4 separate regions of the Gossypium hirsutum genome follow, and regions 1, 2 and 3 are each linked to region 4. The links are chromatin contacts, called in public Hi-C maps. All regions are on one chromosome and are shown on one strand. Each heading gives the region's core, a stretch centred on a gene start, on an enhancer-like site or on the middle of the called end of the contact. The rest is flanking DNA. Distances are from core to core; before and after follow the strand shown. Region 1 holds the start of LOC107897924. Region 2 holds the start of LOC107897925. Region 3 holds the start of LOC107897923 (calcium uptake protein, mitochondrial). Region 4 holds the start of LOC107912587 (protein PHOX1).

Region 1 (3,844 bases), core at 381-2,880, 360 kb after region 4:
TCACTATCTACCTTTCAATTAACAATTGATACATTTGCTAATTAAGAAACGCGGGAAAAAAAGTGAAGATTTTTCTTGATAATGGTGTCAAAAAAGGAAAACATAAATGCTATATTTAAATGAAATTGGTGATTTTTCTTTTTCTTTTTTCCTTCTTTCAGCAGTCCGCACAAACTCTTTTCTTTTCCAGAAAAGGACAGAGGCAAATGAAGAGCGCTAACACCAGTGTCTGCTTGATTGAATTCTAAAGTTTGAGGTTGGAGTTGAAAAAAATTAGTGTTGGGAAAATTTTGTTTGATTCAATTCCAAATTTGAACAATGATACCTAAAGATCTCATTAAAGAAATGATACAGCATTAACTTCGTTGAACCTTAAGGCAATTTTAATATCTATATATTGTTTTTAAAAAGACCGATTAGTCGGGTCGATTGGATTAGAAATCAATCAATTCAAAATAAAGAGTTGAATCAATATGTTTTATTTTTTAAAAATTATAATTTTTTAGATAATTTATTCAATTATATTAGGCAAACTAATTAAATTAAAAATTAATGGTATAACCAGTTGGACTATTAATCAGAATTTAAAAACCTTGTTTCATAAAAAAAAAGAAAAAAAAGTGAATTAGAACTTTTTATAATTTAAATTCAGTGCACCCCAAAGCAGTCTAAAAGAAACAGATGGAGACATAAAATTTGATACGCTTTACCCACCCTTGCATTTCTCCTCCATAAATACTGCTTTCTTAGCTGCCTCTTTATTATTTTGAAATGCTTTATTCGGTCCACTACCCAAATTTGATTAATTCAACCAAAATACTAATAATTGCGTTCAGCATGCATTAAGTTATAAATTGACTATATTCATGTTAAGTGTATATTCCTATATTCGGGTTAAAGCTGTTGTGTTTCATATGCTTAAGGATATCCTTTTTCAAACCTCTATCTGAATTTTAGGTCCTTTTCACCGAAATTCATACATACCTGCTCACTAAAAACATGTTTTCCCACAGATCCCAGATACAATATATATGATTTTTAACTGTTTATGATTGGCTCATCATTTTTGGGTAGGTTATTGAATTAAATAACCTTCAATGTCACCATTTTTGTTGGTCCTTGTAGCTTTTAAGCTCTACACTAACCATTGCTCATAACAGTGACCAAATATCAATAGCTTTTAAGCTCTACACTAACCATTGCTCATAACAGTGACCAAATATCAATAAATCACAGTTACATCTTTTAATAGCGTCGAACTAAAATTTCATCACAAGAAATCTAAAATTTTTGTGAACGTACGGTTCTTCCAAATGAATCAGTGTGTTAACTGAAACAGGCAAATTAGGTAGGCATAGCAAAGATTAAATTCTGAGATAAAGAGGCTGTTGGTTGAAAGTTATGGGCCATATTTAAGCAACCATTCCCTATCATGTTTATGGGAAAAAGGTCAGCCTAGCCTACATCATTAAGTCCTTTTTGCCAGCGCCTTAAGCTTAACGCCAATATGCACCTGTAATCCAGACCTAGAAAAAGGAGAAAAAGTTTATTGTAATGCCCAAAGGAACCCTACAATAAAAAAACAAAAATAAAAAAACAAGGTGGGTAAGTTCCTAAAGACATTTATATTTCACTATTTCATTTGGTGTCATTCTCAAATTTCTATTAGAGCAACCAGAGAGAGAGAGAGAGAGTTCACAATCCCTATACACCCACCACATTTATTTACTCTTTCACCTTTCTTATCTCTTTTTTATATATACCCCCTTGGAGGGTTGGACCACCCACGTGAAACCATTACAACACCGCAAACCTCCAATCTTTTCAGCGTCCTATGGCATAAGCCAAGCTCCATTGCCATGGATTGGTACTCTTGGTTGTCAAAAACTGCCCTTGAGCCCTCACTTATCTATGACTATGGCCTTGCCTTCTCCCGTAATGAGCTTCAAAAAGAGGATTTAGCCTACTTCAATCATGAGTTTCTTCAGAGCATGGGCATATCAGTTGCCAAGCATAGGCTTGAGATTCTCAAGCTTGCTAGGAAGGAAGTTGGAGAAACCCCTAATAGCCTGTCCAAGCTCATTTTGGCAATCAACAAAACCAGAAAGAGCTTTAACAAGTATGTTAACAAGTTGGTTCACCATGAGAATAACTCGATTAAGCTGCTGCCGGAGCCGGGTCGTTATCGAGATCAGTGGAGAGGAGGATTGACAAGGAAGTGCAACAGTGAGAAGGAGGTGAACATTGAGCAGCCAGTGCGGAGAACCAGGAAGATAGCAAAATCTGGCCCCCTGGATTGTAGAGTACAAGAGAAGTTGCTTGCCCCTCCTAGGAGCCTAAAATTGTCAGGGCCACTAGACAGAAAAATGCAGGAGAATCTGGTGTTCAACTATAAGAGCCCTGTGACATCTGGTCCTATTGATATTGCAATTGCACAAGAGAGGTTGATTCTCACAACAAATAGGAGCCCAAAACTATCAGCACCTCTTACTTATGTAAGACCTCCAAGCCCAAAGATTCATGGTGACTACTACAAGGAAAAGACAGGCAGGGACTATGGTGATCAGACATTATGGGCTGCAATGTTTCAGGACATGAAACCCACTTGACTTCACGACATGTCTTTCATAGTTTTCAGTGGAAAGGTAAGATACATGTCATTCAGATGTTTCCTTCCACTCAGAGGGGCTTCCCTATATGCCTTTGCATCTGAACCTGATTCTGATATAAGGTTAGGGTGTCCCAAAATTAGTATACTAAAGTCGTGTTGGACGGTTTTATTTATCATCAACACGCATCTCATAGTTTTATACTCATTTTGAGTTCATTTCAGCTAAATTTTCGAAATTTATGGTTTGGTAGGATGTTTTTGAGTTGTAAAATCCTTCATTTTGGAAACCTTCATGTCCTTGTAATGAAAAAAGAAAAATAAACCATAGATTGTGTGCTGTGAGCTTTCTTCTAATTTCTGAGTTTGCAACTGTTTGGGAACAAGTTCCTGAACCAACTATTCTTAGTTTCATTTGCTGATATCCTGAGCAATGGTATGAAAATGAGCAGTAATACAAGGAACCAGATTCTTCTAGGTGATTTCCATATTTTCAGTAGTGTAAGAACGCTGTTCTATGTTGCTTGAAAGTAAAGTTTTGAGGTGCAGACATTAACTAGCTGCTTCACAAGTAGCAAACAAGTTTGATTTAGCTGCTCTGTAAAACAATAGTGTTATATTTCATCTGCCTGCAAGTGTCTCAAAAGTTGCGATCATTACCAACCTCTCTTATTCAATTTAACTAAATGTTGGTAACTCTCGGCATCTACATTCTTTAAATTCTTGTCTATAAATACAAATATAACTTTCTGTCTGTTCATTTAAACAAAGGGGCCACAGCCTACTGGCACATATAAAAAGCATGGTTAAAGGCTACACGTTTGCTTGTTTTGCAAGGATCCAGAGTTTTGATAGAACTTGGCAAAAGCTGATCAAAAGCCTGTTGAAAAGTTGTAGAACAGTTGGGATTTGGAGTTTTATTGCATTTGCCTTTGGTAGTTCCTTTATGAGTCCATATTACAATCCAAGTTGAAGGAGCTATTAGAATAAGAAGTCGGGAAAAGATGTATCTGATAAAAATTTGATTTGGTCTAAGTAAATTGATGAAGATATACTAGCTATTTCCGTTCTGTTTTCAGGCAAAATGAAGATAGTTTTATGGCATTTTGTGTTTGGAACCTAATGGTTCAATGCAAAATATAATACTTCATGTACAAAATCAATTAGAAAAAGAAGAGCCATTACTGCATTGGGTTTAAAAGTATTTAATAATTCCAGCTTGCATTAGCATCCTCC
Region 2 (3,813 bases), core at 59-2,558, 450 kb after region 4:
ATCAAATTAGACTTAAAGAAAATAATAAATAAAGGAACCGGAATTTTTTAAAAATAAATTACTGGAAATATTTGAAAACGTTGAACGGCAGGAAGAAAATAAAACAAACGGAAGAAACTGCTGGAATGGAAAACAGGAAAAAATCTATGACGAAATAGATAAGGAACTGCAATCGAATGGAACGGTGTTTGCAGAGCTAATCCAACGGAAGAAACAAAAATTATAACGAATCAATGTGGAGATCTGGAATGGGATTTTTGAATAAGAGTTAATTTGATTAGATTGGATTAGATTAGTGATTTTTGGAGAGATTTTAAAAGTTCGTTTTAAGTCCAAAAGCTCCTCAAATTTGCCATTGGCTGCAATATGAGTGTATTTACACCAACAAACTATATGATAATTACTTCCTCGAACCGGGACAATACTAGCTCAAATCCGTCCGAATCCTGTCTAAAATCTCCAACATCGTCGCCGGAATTTGACTTCACAGCCACCGACCGCGGCGTTAATCCGAAGCTCGATCTCAGATCACCGGAAAATCTCGGAGACGACCTAAAAGCGTTAAAAGATTACACATACCGCATACGAAACCTTCATAAGTTTTCGGCTTTTGACATCACGGATAGCCGGCTAGGCCTAGGATGGAAAGCTTCACGGCGACGCTGCTGGTGAGAGGAAGGTCTAATCAAAGCCGACAAAGCTCTCCTAACCAGATCTCCTTCGACACCACCGATTCTCACGAGCGAGTTCGTCATCGCAGATCTACGCGCGTTAAGCCGATTACTCGGCGCGTAACCTGTCCCGGCGTGCGAAGTATTGAAGCTCTTATGAAGACTGCAACGGAACGATCCCGGATGCGTTGTAGGTGAACACATGCAAGTCCGCTTCGTCTGTTTGCTCTGTAAATTCTTCAACGCCTCAGTGGTTCTCCGGACGGTGGTGATTGAACGGTTCGGTGAGATCGGACGGTTGTCGAGCGAGAACCGCACAGATGACGCTGATGAAGAGTTTCTGTGCAGGTTAATACGTGGTGGAGAAGTAGATCTGGGTTGATTGAAGAAAGTTGAACGTGAAGAGAAACCTGAACTGGAATAGGCGAAAGCGGAGGAGGAAGAAGAAGATGGAGAGTGTGACTGTGAAGCGTAGAAAGAAGTAAACCGGGAAGATGGGGAATGAGATCGGAGAACCGGACCACTAGACCTTCTAGAAGAAGCCGCCATTTTTTATTAAGCTGTTACAGAAAAGAATAGAGGTGTTATTTGAATTTCTAAAATGTAGAGTTTGGCTGTTTAGTTGGGCAAACCTAGCTTCATTCGAGCCATGTATTTATAGGGTGGGTTGGGAATATGACGATAATTTTCAAACTTGGGATTCTAAATTCTTGGCTTTTGAGCTTCTGCCCCTAAACTTTTCTTTATTTATTTTCATTGCTCTTTCGTTATTATTACTATTCTTTGTGGCTCACACGTCATTTTCTTCCTCTCATTTTCCCATTCATGACTTTTCCTTTTAAAAAACCAATTTGTTTCTAGTAAATACGCTATGGTTGCTAAAGGTATATAATATTTTTAAATAATAATTATATATCTGATAGTAAATTTAGATTTAAGAGAGATCATGCAGATAGAGTTTAGCTTAAACATTTTTTCCTAACATATAAATTATGAGTTATGGGTAGAAATATGCGTTATAAAAATATATATTATTTTAATGAATAAATATATATCATAAGTTAACATTTTGATTAGGATTTGAAATTTAAAAAAATATGAATTTAAGCATCAAAATAGTGTATGCAACTATTTCACTATTTTATTTGGTAAAACGCGTGTAAATTAACTCACGTTCATTTTCCCCAAACATTTTCTAAAAATTTATAAATTATTTTATATATTCATCTACAAATTCTATCTCACGCGTATGTGGAAATCATAAATATAAAAATATAAATACCTATTTAAAAATAACACAGATAATGAAATGTATAATTTAAAATTAATTAATAATAGCACATGAAATATTTACGTTATTAAAATTAAAAAATTAGATTAAATTGTTTATCATTTGAGTTGATGTCGAGTTAATTTGTGATATCAACCCCATCAAATACATTATTAATATATAAAACTAATTGGGTAATAAAGTGTGCATAATAAAATTAAAATATATAAAAAATCAAAATCTAATTTTATTTGAGTGGTAAATTAAAGGTTTTATTAATGTAATTGAAATGAATTTAAATTTAACTATATACATATAATTTTCCTATTTTTATTTGATTTTTTAAAGTGAATTTTTAAAATACTCTCGAATAATATTAATTATTTTAATTACAAAATAGTATTAACTAACTTCCTGACTAAATTAATAATTTGTTTGAGAATGACACTAATTCAATCAAGAATTTTATTAATAATATATATACATATAATTATAGTTTTGGCAAAATTCATATGTAAAATTATATTAAAACTTAATTAATATTGCCGATATATATGAGGGGAGTAAATGAGAAATGAGAAAGTGGAAGGAGTGACAGGCAGAGCAGAGTTCAAAAACTTTATTATCGAAATAATAGACTTCAACCAAGAGCAAATCCTCATCTGAGGTTACCATATGAGGTATTAATGAGCAATGTTAGATTTTTATGGGGACTGGTGTTGATGCATTAGGTATAATAATGTGCGACATAAATCATGTCTTGAGTTCACGATTTGGGGCCTTTTTTCGAAGCAAGTGAGCAGGAAATCTCTATTGCTTAGGGGATCCAAATTGTTCTTTGAAGTAGTGATTTGGGGTAAAGATTCTCTATTCCCCTACCATACATAACACTAATCATTCTGAGAATTCCGGGCTTAACATTACTTTTTGTATAAAAAAGAATGGGAGAAATGATTCAAACAACATTAAAAACTTGCCACATTTTAGCCAAAAACATTTAAAACAAAAAAACAAAATCCCACTTAAATTGTAAAAAAACCACCATTTGTGAAGAATTGTTAGGTGAATTTTTTTAGACAAAAACCCTAAACCAATTATCAACCCTAAGTAAGTAATTTTTATGATTGTAAATCTTATTTTAAATTTTTTAGGTTATAAATGTTTGACATTGTTTTTTTAAGAAAAAAAATGTAAGCTAAACTGTTACGTAAATTTAGCTGGTGTAAGAATGATAATAGATTTTTGAAAATGTTAAGTGTGTTTGATATATTCCTGATAATATTAGCATAAATTTCTATTGAGTAGTATTGTTTGGCTTAGTAGATGATAGGTGTTATAAATTTTTGTATATGTTTGGTAAAAAATTACAATGTCTAATAAATAGTTGCAAAATAATCTTGTGAATATTTCATGTAGAATAATGGTTAGGTTAATTCATACTCCAAAATGAAATAGAAATCAACATTAAAGAGAAAATGTGGAGAAATTGATAGAGAAATTAAGAAATTATAGAATGAACCCAAACAATGACTGTGTTATTTCTCATACGTCGCAATGAATCTCATCATGCAAGAGATAATATGGTTGTTTGTCTTGGTATTAGGGATGACATTCAAAAATATCATTTTTAAAGGAAATATTTATTTATTTAGAATATAACGTTAGGCTCGATAGATGTTGGTTATTAATAACTAGGAAGGAGAAGAAGAAAAAATGGTATGAAATGTTAATCTAGGAGTTTGTTAATGGAATTGCAAAATATGGTGCTAAGAGAACAATCCAACTTTTTTATGGATAACCATATCCATAAGAGCTAGGGATTACATGGATGAGGAATTTGAGTATTGGGGAGTTCTTGAAGTGTTTCGTGAA
Region 3 (3,453 bases), core at 623-3,122, 310 kb after region 4:
TCACAAAAGAATAATAGGTAATTAAAATGTCAAAACATCTAAGCACCCCATTTACTTGAACTAAGATAGTTTGCAATACATACTTTGGATGCAGCTCTTTGGAAATCCTTCTTGGTTAACACCCCATTTACTTTTCCATAACTGAAAATCGCTAGCGAAAACGGTTGAAGCTTTTTTCGTAGCTCAGCAAAACTTTTGAATTCTTCAAAAGTAATCCGCACATCTTTAAGATGTGACTCCTTGTCGATTTCATCAACACGATCCAGCAGCTTACTTATGTCGCTAATATCAGCAGAGGCCACCAACGACAATGCGAAATCTTTAGCTGATATTGTTCCATGTACCTTGTAGTCGTAATGGGAAAACTCCAACTTCAAAATCTACAACATTCAAAGGTAGAAATCAGTTGCTTGCTTTCCAAGTAATAAGTCAAACTGATTGTTTTGAGTGACACATACTTCCTCATGTAAATCTCTTAAAAACTGGACAAATGTGTCGTGCTTTAGACAAGTCTTGCCATCTTGTCCGAAGAAATACTCTACCAAGCCCCCATTTTCTACAGGCTCTGCAACTTTAAGGCCAAGTCTCAGTCCATCCCTGTGGCGAGCCGCTTGCTTATTTTGTGATCGCATCAATGTCATCACTTTCTTGAATTCTTCCCTATCTATTTCTCTGTTTGTAATCAAAATATTATTATTGTTAGTATTTTGTCAAACAAGTGAGCATCGAACCTTGTTAGAAGTAACACACACCCGTTATGGTCAAGGTCGAACATTTTAAAAGCAACTGAGAAGCTTGATTCAGGGATGCTAAGAAGTGTAACAAAGAAGATGTACCTGCAAGTGTGACACAGGAGAAATGATTACGGACGAGTTAATTATAGTGTATTACTATTAGATATGAATAAACAGTTGGAAACTTACTCTGGAAAAGAGATGAGTCCATCATTGTTGGTATCAAAAAGCATGAAAAATTTGGAAGGGGGACAATGTAACTCCCCAGGCTTTACCCATTCCCCTCTCAGAGAACCCTCTCGAACACGATTTGATCCCGAGGGAGGAAATACAGGGACCAGTGCCCGCATCAAATCCCCCGGTGTCATAAGAACATCTCCTTCCGGAGTGCTATACGATGCAAAGTAATCGAACACCTGATTCATAGACACAATTCTTAGTTAAATGGCATTTTATTTTGGTTCTCAGATTATCTCTAAGCACTTGCCTAATAGAAAATATTATGTAATCAACATTGTAAATGTTTTTTTTTTTTAAACCTTTTCAGGGGGACTTTGCAACCTTATGCGTTTCTCATAATTGAAGAAGACTCTTCTCCTGTATGATTCTGAAACATTAATTTAAAAAGAGAAAAGATTAAACACGTAATTTCCAGCAAAGGATTTAAAATCGATGCTTCATCAGTTCAACAAGACTACCTCCAAAGAGATACTTGGATTTCTTGTCGGGAATCCCATGTTCGAACTGATCAGCAACGCTATCAGGGGCCCATGTTGCCCCATTAGGGGCATCCGCAAAAGAAACCCAATAATTGCTATCAAAAGAAGACCGAGAAAAGTAGCAAAAGCCTAAAGTAGAGCCAGCAATCAAAACCCCAGTAGAGACTGATCTCAACAGTTGGTCTCCCCCACTGTTTTTGTCACCGGCGGCAGTGGACCCACCAGCAGAGGAAGGTTTCTTCAACAAGCTCAAAAATGAAGAAGAAGAGTCCTTTGATTGGTTAAACACCGGACGAACACTATTCGACCGTTGATTAGCAACCACTTGTTTGATTAATGGTGAGGATTTCCTGAGAGATGGCAAAGAGAACATATTACGGTTTCGCTTATCGTATGCTTTGGGTGAATCGGTGCTATTTTGTTTTTGGTGATGATAATAGAATTTATAGAAAGTTGGGATAATTTTGACCGAGAAAATTGGCGGCCGATTTTGATTACTACTATAATACCATATGGTTAATATTCGATGATTTTGTTCGTTTCTCCATTTTAGATCCGATTTTCTCTCTTACCAAGCGAACATGATCATTTTCATTAACTGACAACAGGAAAAAATCTGTCGGAATAAAGCTTATCCCTTTTATCTCAACCCATTCCCGATATGTTTGGTTTGTTAAACTGGAATAAAGCTTAATTGAATGATTATTCTCTATAAATTCCAACATAATTTGTAAAACCATAATGCATGTCTACACGTAGAGCCAACATTCCAAAATTTAACATCAATACTTGGTTACAAATGTATAATAAAATAATAAACAAAAGATTAGCCTTTGATTTACATGACCTTTTAATAGTCAAGCTGATTTAGCTATATGAGAAAGATGAATAAGTGAGAAATGAAAACCCTAATCAGCCACCATCTAAACTTATGGTTGGAAACATGCTTTTATATCACAAATAATTACATCTACAGCATACTCACATTTCACTGTCCTATCCTAAAGTTGCATCTCGTCCCCTAAAATCACTACCACAGCCATAACCATAACCTTTAATTTGTGGAAATAAACATTCTCAACCATACTAATCACATAAAAAGTGGAAAACTTAAAAACAAAATCAAAAAAAAAAGTGAGCATTTTCATTCGAAGAGCAAAAAAAAACTTACTCAGCGCAATCACCTAAAGCTAAATTTAATTTTTTTAGAACTTTTCTTGAATGAGCATTTTAGAGCTAATACTTTTACTTAATTCATGAACAACTGGGTAAGAATTGGAGTAATTACACGAATAATTATACCAAAATCTAATTATCTTATGGCTTTCCAAACACTCATACATGATTTAACTTTAAAAAAGTATTTTTTTATACAAGTTTAAGTTATGAAAATTATATTATAAACATAAACAAGTATGAATGGTTGTGATGGTTATGACAAAAATTTCTAAAGTTATATTATAAATCCTAAAAAATTATATTATAAAAATAATGTGTGTATATTTTATAAAGTTATAGCAAAAAATAATATAATATAAACCCTAAACGAAATTCTAAAGTTATAGCCAAAAAGTATATTATAAAAAATAATTTGGGTTCTATAAGAAGTATTATAATATACTTATTTATAAAAAGTTATAGCTAAAAAATATGTGCATAATTTATTTATTTGTCCATGCTATATAAATTATAAAAACTAATATACTTATGTATAAAAAAGGTGTTCAAAAGTAATTTTCTAAAGTTATGATAAAAAATTATATTATTTATAAGAAGTATTATGAAAATTGCTGAAAACTTTTATAAAGTTTATATACTATATATTATTTTTACTTATTTTATGTATAAAAAAGATTATAACATAGCTTAATTTTTTTTCCAAATTAAGTTTATATAAGTTTTTTATAATTAAAATTACAAAATATTTGCATAATGAACCCAAATAATATGTGGTAGATGCTAGGTATTCAAAAAAAAGTAATCTTACACCATGTTATGGG
Region 4 (3,433 bases), core at 577-3,076:
CTGCTGATATTTCAGCCAATTTCAACTCTTCATCACTGGTGATTGTGACTAAATCACCTTCTTCATCTCTGTATTTGACAAGAACTGCTCTCAAACTAGGAAATCGATCATGAATTACTTCCCTTAGTTGCAGAAGGCTGCAATTAAGTGGTAACTGAGCGCATCTTATATCTTCACCCAAAATCAACTTGACAGTCTTCTTTGGTTCTTCCGCTTTACTGCTAATTTTCTCCTCTATAACCAGTTTATCCTCAGCCTTCTTTTCCTCTACATTTCCATCAACCTCCTTCTCCTCAATTCGATCCGCAGCCTTGTTATCTTTAGCTTTACTGATCTTCTTCTTGTTCTTCTTCTCGGTTTTCTCTTCGACAACTTCCGGAATTTGTGAATCCCTTGGAGGTTCAACAGATTCTTCAGCTTTACAGATCTTTTTCTTGTTCTTCTTCTCTGTTTTCTCTTGGACAACTTCCGAAATTAATGAACCCTTTGGAGGTTCAACAGATTCTTTAGCTTTGCTGATCTTCTTCTTGGTTTTCTCTTTGACAACTTTCGGAGTTTTCGAAGTACTTGGAGGTTCAACGGATTCTAGAAGCAATTCAACAGGTAAACCTTCTTTCTCAAGTGAGCTTCTTACCCTTTCTGAAATCTCTAATGCCATGACATTATTAGGCTCCATGTTAAGAACTGTATTAACATCTCTGAGAGCTAATTCCAGCCTATTCAAAGATTCGTAACACCTGGCTCTCTTTACAAGTGCCTTGCTATACTTGGGAGTAACCTCTAATGCCAAATCACACTCATGGATAGCCTTGGGGTACTCACTCAATCCCATCTGCATATAACATGCAGCAATATTAGTCCTAAGATGGCATACATCTATGTGATTCTTTGGAAGCAATTTGAGAGCCTTCTCATATGTCAACATTGCTCCTTCATGGTCCCTTTTCTGAAACAGTTTGTTCCCCTCTTCTTTCAGTTCTTGAGACATGGCAATGAAAACTGCCGTGTCTGAATCATATGATTTCGAACTATTGTCTCCAACTTTCTTTTGCTTCACATTATTATCCCCTGTTTGCTTCTTGTGCTTTCCACTATGCTTCCCCATTGTAAATCCAACCCCAACTATATTACGTGACTCAATCCAGAAACCCTGACCAAGAAAACAAATCCCTACCCTGGTCCTGAACTAACTTCTTACACAAGTTTAAAAAAGCTCAACCCCAGTAGCTAAAACCACAAGCAACCTCCCACCACCAAAAAGACCTTAAAACACTTAAAAACTTTTTACAACTTTTAATATGAATAAAGATTCAAAAACCAGTTCAAATACAGCAGATATGACAAGCACACCAAAACAAAAGCTCTTAGACACCTAAAAAGAATTAAAACCCAGATACCAAAATGGGAATAGAAAAAATATATATTATCTTTACCACCTCAAAACTAGAAGCTGTCAGCCCTTAACGAAGTATTAAGAAATCCCAGTTGAGAGAGAAACAGAATAATAGGCAGGCTCAGTTTCAGCTAGAAAGATAAGACCTTGATGCAAAACCAAAAATAAAGAAGGAAATTAGAAGGCAAGGGATTATTTATGTAGGGGAAATGAGGTGTGGAACTTTTCCAGGAAAATTGAAAAAGATAATGTTTTTGTGAGAAAATGGAATATGTGTGTGTTGTAGGGAGAATACGGAAGAAAAGAAAACAGACCAACGTTTTCTGTTTTATATTTTAGTGTTGCTCTTTTTTTTTTTTCTTTTTTTTTACAACGTGAATTTCAGCTTAACGTGAACGCCACAAAAAGCTTTCTTTGTGTGTGTGTGTGTCTGTGCGTGTTTTTTTTTTTTTTTCCTCCTCTATATTTCAAACGCAAATTGCTTTAAGTTTTTTTTTTTAAATTCAGAAAAAATAAAAAGGACCCATTTTCCAAGGGATTCCAGGTTCCTTGGCTATGTTTGATAAAACGGCCAAAGGCAGAGATTTTTTTTTTTTGACTATTGGCACCTTCATTTGTCATTAAAGAATAAACTTGTCAGCTTCTTTAGATTTTGCTACTTCCAATCCAAATAATTATAAAAATCTAATTATATTTATTTAGTAATAGCTTAATAAATTTGGTTTGAAGTTTTATAAATTTTAATCCTAAAGGTTGAATCGTTGATGTATGTAGGAAAAATATACAAAACAATTTTTTAAAATTATTTATGAAATAAATAAATAAATATTAAAGCAATAAAAAAGAATAGTAAAACACGTGGCAAAGGTTCAGAATTCCTTAGCTTGAAAGTTGAAGGGCAGGTTGGCAGAAGTCATGTTTAAAATATATGATAAAATAGAAATGTTTGTCTTGTAATTTCAACCACATATATAAGTAATAAATAAAAAGCGTGAAGTGTGGTGGGTCTGAAGCAACTTCCAAAGCAAGTTGGAGTGCAAACGGTAAACGGCAAGACAAGTGTTGTTGGAAAGTGGTAAGAAAGATTCCTACAGAAACGTGATGTTGACTATTTACTTTTGTTAGGAGTCACCGCCACAATCCCAATGTCCTCCGCCCTCCTTCTCTACGCAACTCTGAAAATTTCAAATTTTTTCCTTGAATGATAAAAAAATTCCGTATTGTAAATCCTTGAAATTATCTTTTTCATTCAAGTTCACATCATCTTTTCCATTGAAGCTCGTGATGTGATAACTAATGCGATGGACATAATAAATTAATGATATGGTAATAAAAGTAGTGTTATATATTAGTAATTATCAACTCAAGTCCTATTAGGGATTCGAGTCTTCGATCCATGATCTAGATAGGTTCCACCTGAATATTAGGTGCAAAGCGAGCTACGAGAGGATAGCAAGGCGAGCTCCCGAGCCTTACTTGTAGAGCAAGTTCACAAACTCAGCACGCAAGGCAAAGCCAAGGACTCAGCTCGTAACACAAGACCACAGACCCAACTCGTAGGGACCTAAGGAGCTTGCAAGTAGGGGCCACATGCTCCGTTATGTTTAGCGGGTACGAAGCCTGCCTAGAATGTCAATCCCAAGAACAGAAAGGATCGTTTGTCCTATAGACACGTGCTCAGCAAACTTGGAGTTCGCAGAGAATGTCAGTATTAGAGACAGAAAATGTCAATACTAGAGATAGCAGAGTCAAGACAAAATAGTGAGGTCCTATCATAAGCTATAATAACATCTATAACAACATGTATAAATACCCGAACACTCCTATCAATAACATACGAGAAAATATTACTCAACAATTGGTGCAGTGAGCGTAGACGAACTTCTAATCATCAAATTTTTTGAAGTTTGATTAAGTTTTCTTCAATTTTCGAAGCAAATGGCTCACTAGAGTGAAAATTTCCCTCTTAACTCTTCACCAGGATAGGTCAGAGCGTTAGGTTTTGGCGACCGGCACAACAAAACAGACTTATTCACCAGA

Evidence for each region. Hi-C and Micro-C count contacts between places; a contact is called where the count stands out from the background.
Region 1: a contact with region 4 is called in a Hi-C map of leaf, with 2.6 times the contacts expected there. The contact joins the promoter of LOC107897924 here to the promoter of LOC107912587 in region 4. A contact is called at or near these places in 3 of 34 Hi-C or Micro-C datasets (anther and leaf).
Region 2: a Hi-C map of leaf shows a contact between it and region 4, with 1.9 times the contacts expected there. The contact joins the promoter of LOC107897925 here to the promoter of LOC107912587 in region 4. A contact is called at or near these places in 3 of 34 Hi-C or Micro-C datasets (all in leaf).
Region 3: a contact with region 4 is called in a Hi-C map of seedling, with 2.2 times the contacts expected there. The contact joins the promoter of LOC107897923 here to the promoter of LOC107912587 in region 4. A contact is called at or near these places in 2 of 34 Hi-C or Micro-C datasets (leaf and seedling).

The regions. Positions count from the first base shown.
Region 1 is chrD08:24,790,103-24,793,946 of Gossypium_hirsutum_v2.1, forward strand. It overlaps LOC107897924, which reads left to right and starts at 1,631. Exons shown (of 1, transcript XM_016823531.2): 1 at 1,631-2,965. The coding sequence starts at 1,860. The coding sequence ends at 2,609.
Region 2 is chrD08:24,874,161-24,877,973 of Gossypium_hirsutum_v2.1, forward strand. LOC107897925 reads right to left here and starts at 1,309. Exons shown (of 1, transcript XM_016823532.2): 1 at 1-1,309. The coding sequence starts at 1,220. The coding sequence ends at 594.
Region 3 is chrD08:24,736,792-24,740,244 of Gossypium_hirsutum_v2.1, forward strand. It overlaps LOC107897923 (calcium uptake protein, mitochondrial), which reads right to left and starts at 1,873. Exons shown (of 7, transcript XM_016823530.2): 1 at 1,433-1,873; 2 at 1,274-1,341; 3 at 924-1,150; 4 at 753-836; 5 at 459-672; 6 at 84-380. The coding sequence starts at 1,826.
Region 4 is chrD08:24,425,972-24,429,404 of Gossypium_hirsutum_v2.1, forward strand. LOC107912587 (protein PHOX1) reads right to left here and starts at 1,827. Exons shown (of 3, transcript XM_016840833.2): 1 at 1-1,827. The coding sequence starts at 1,105.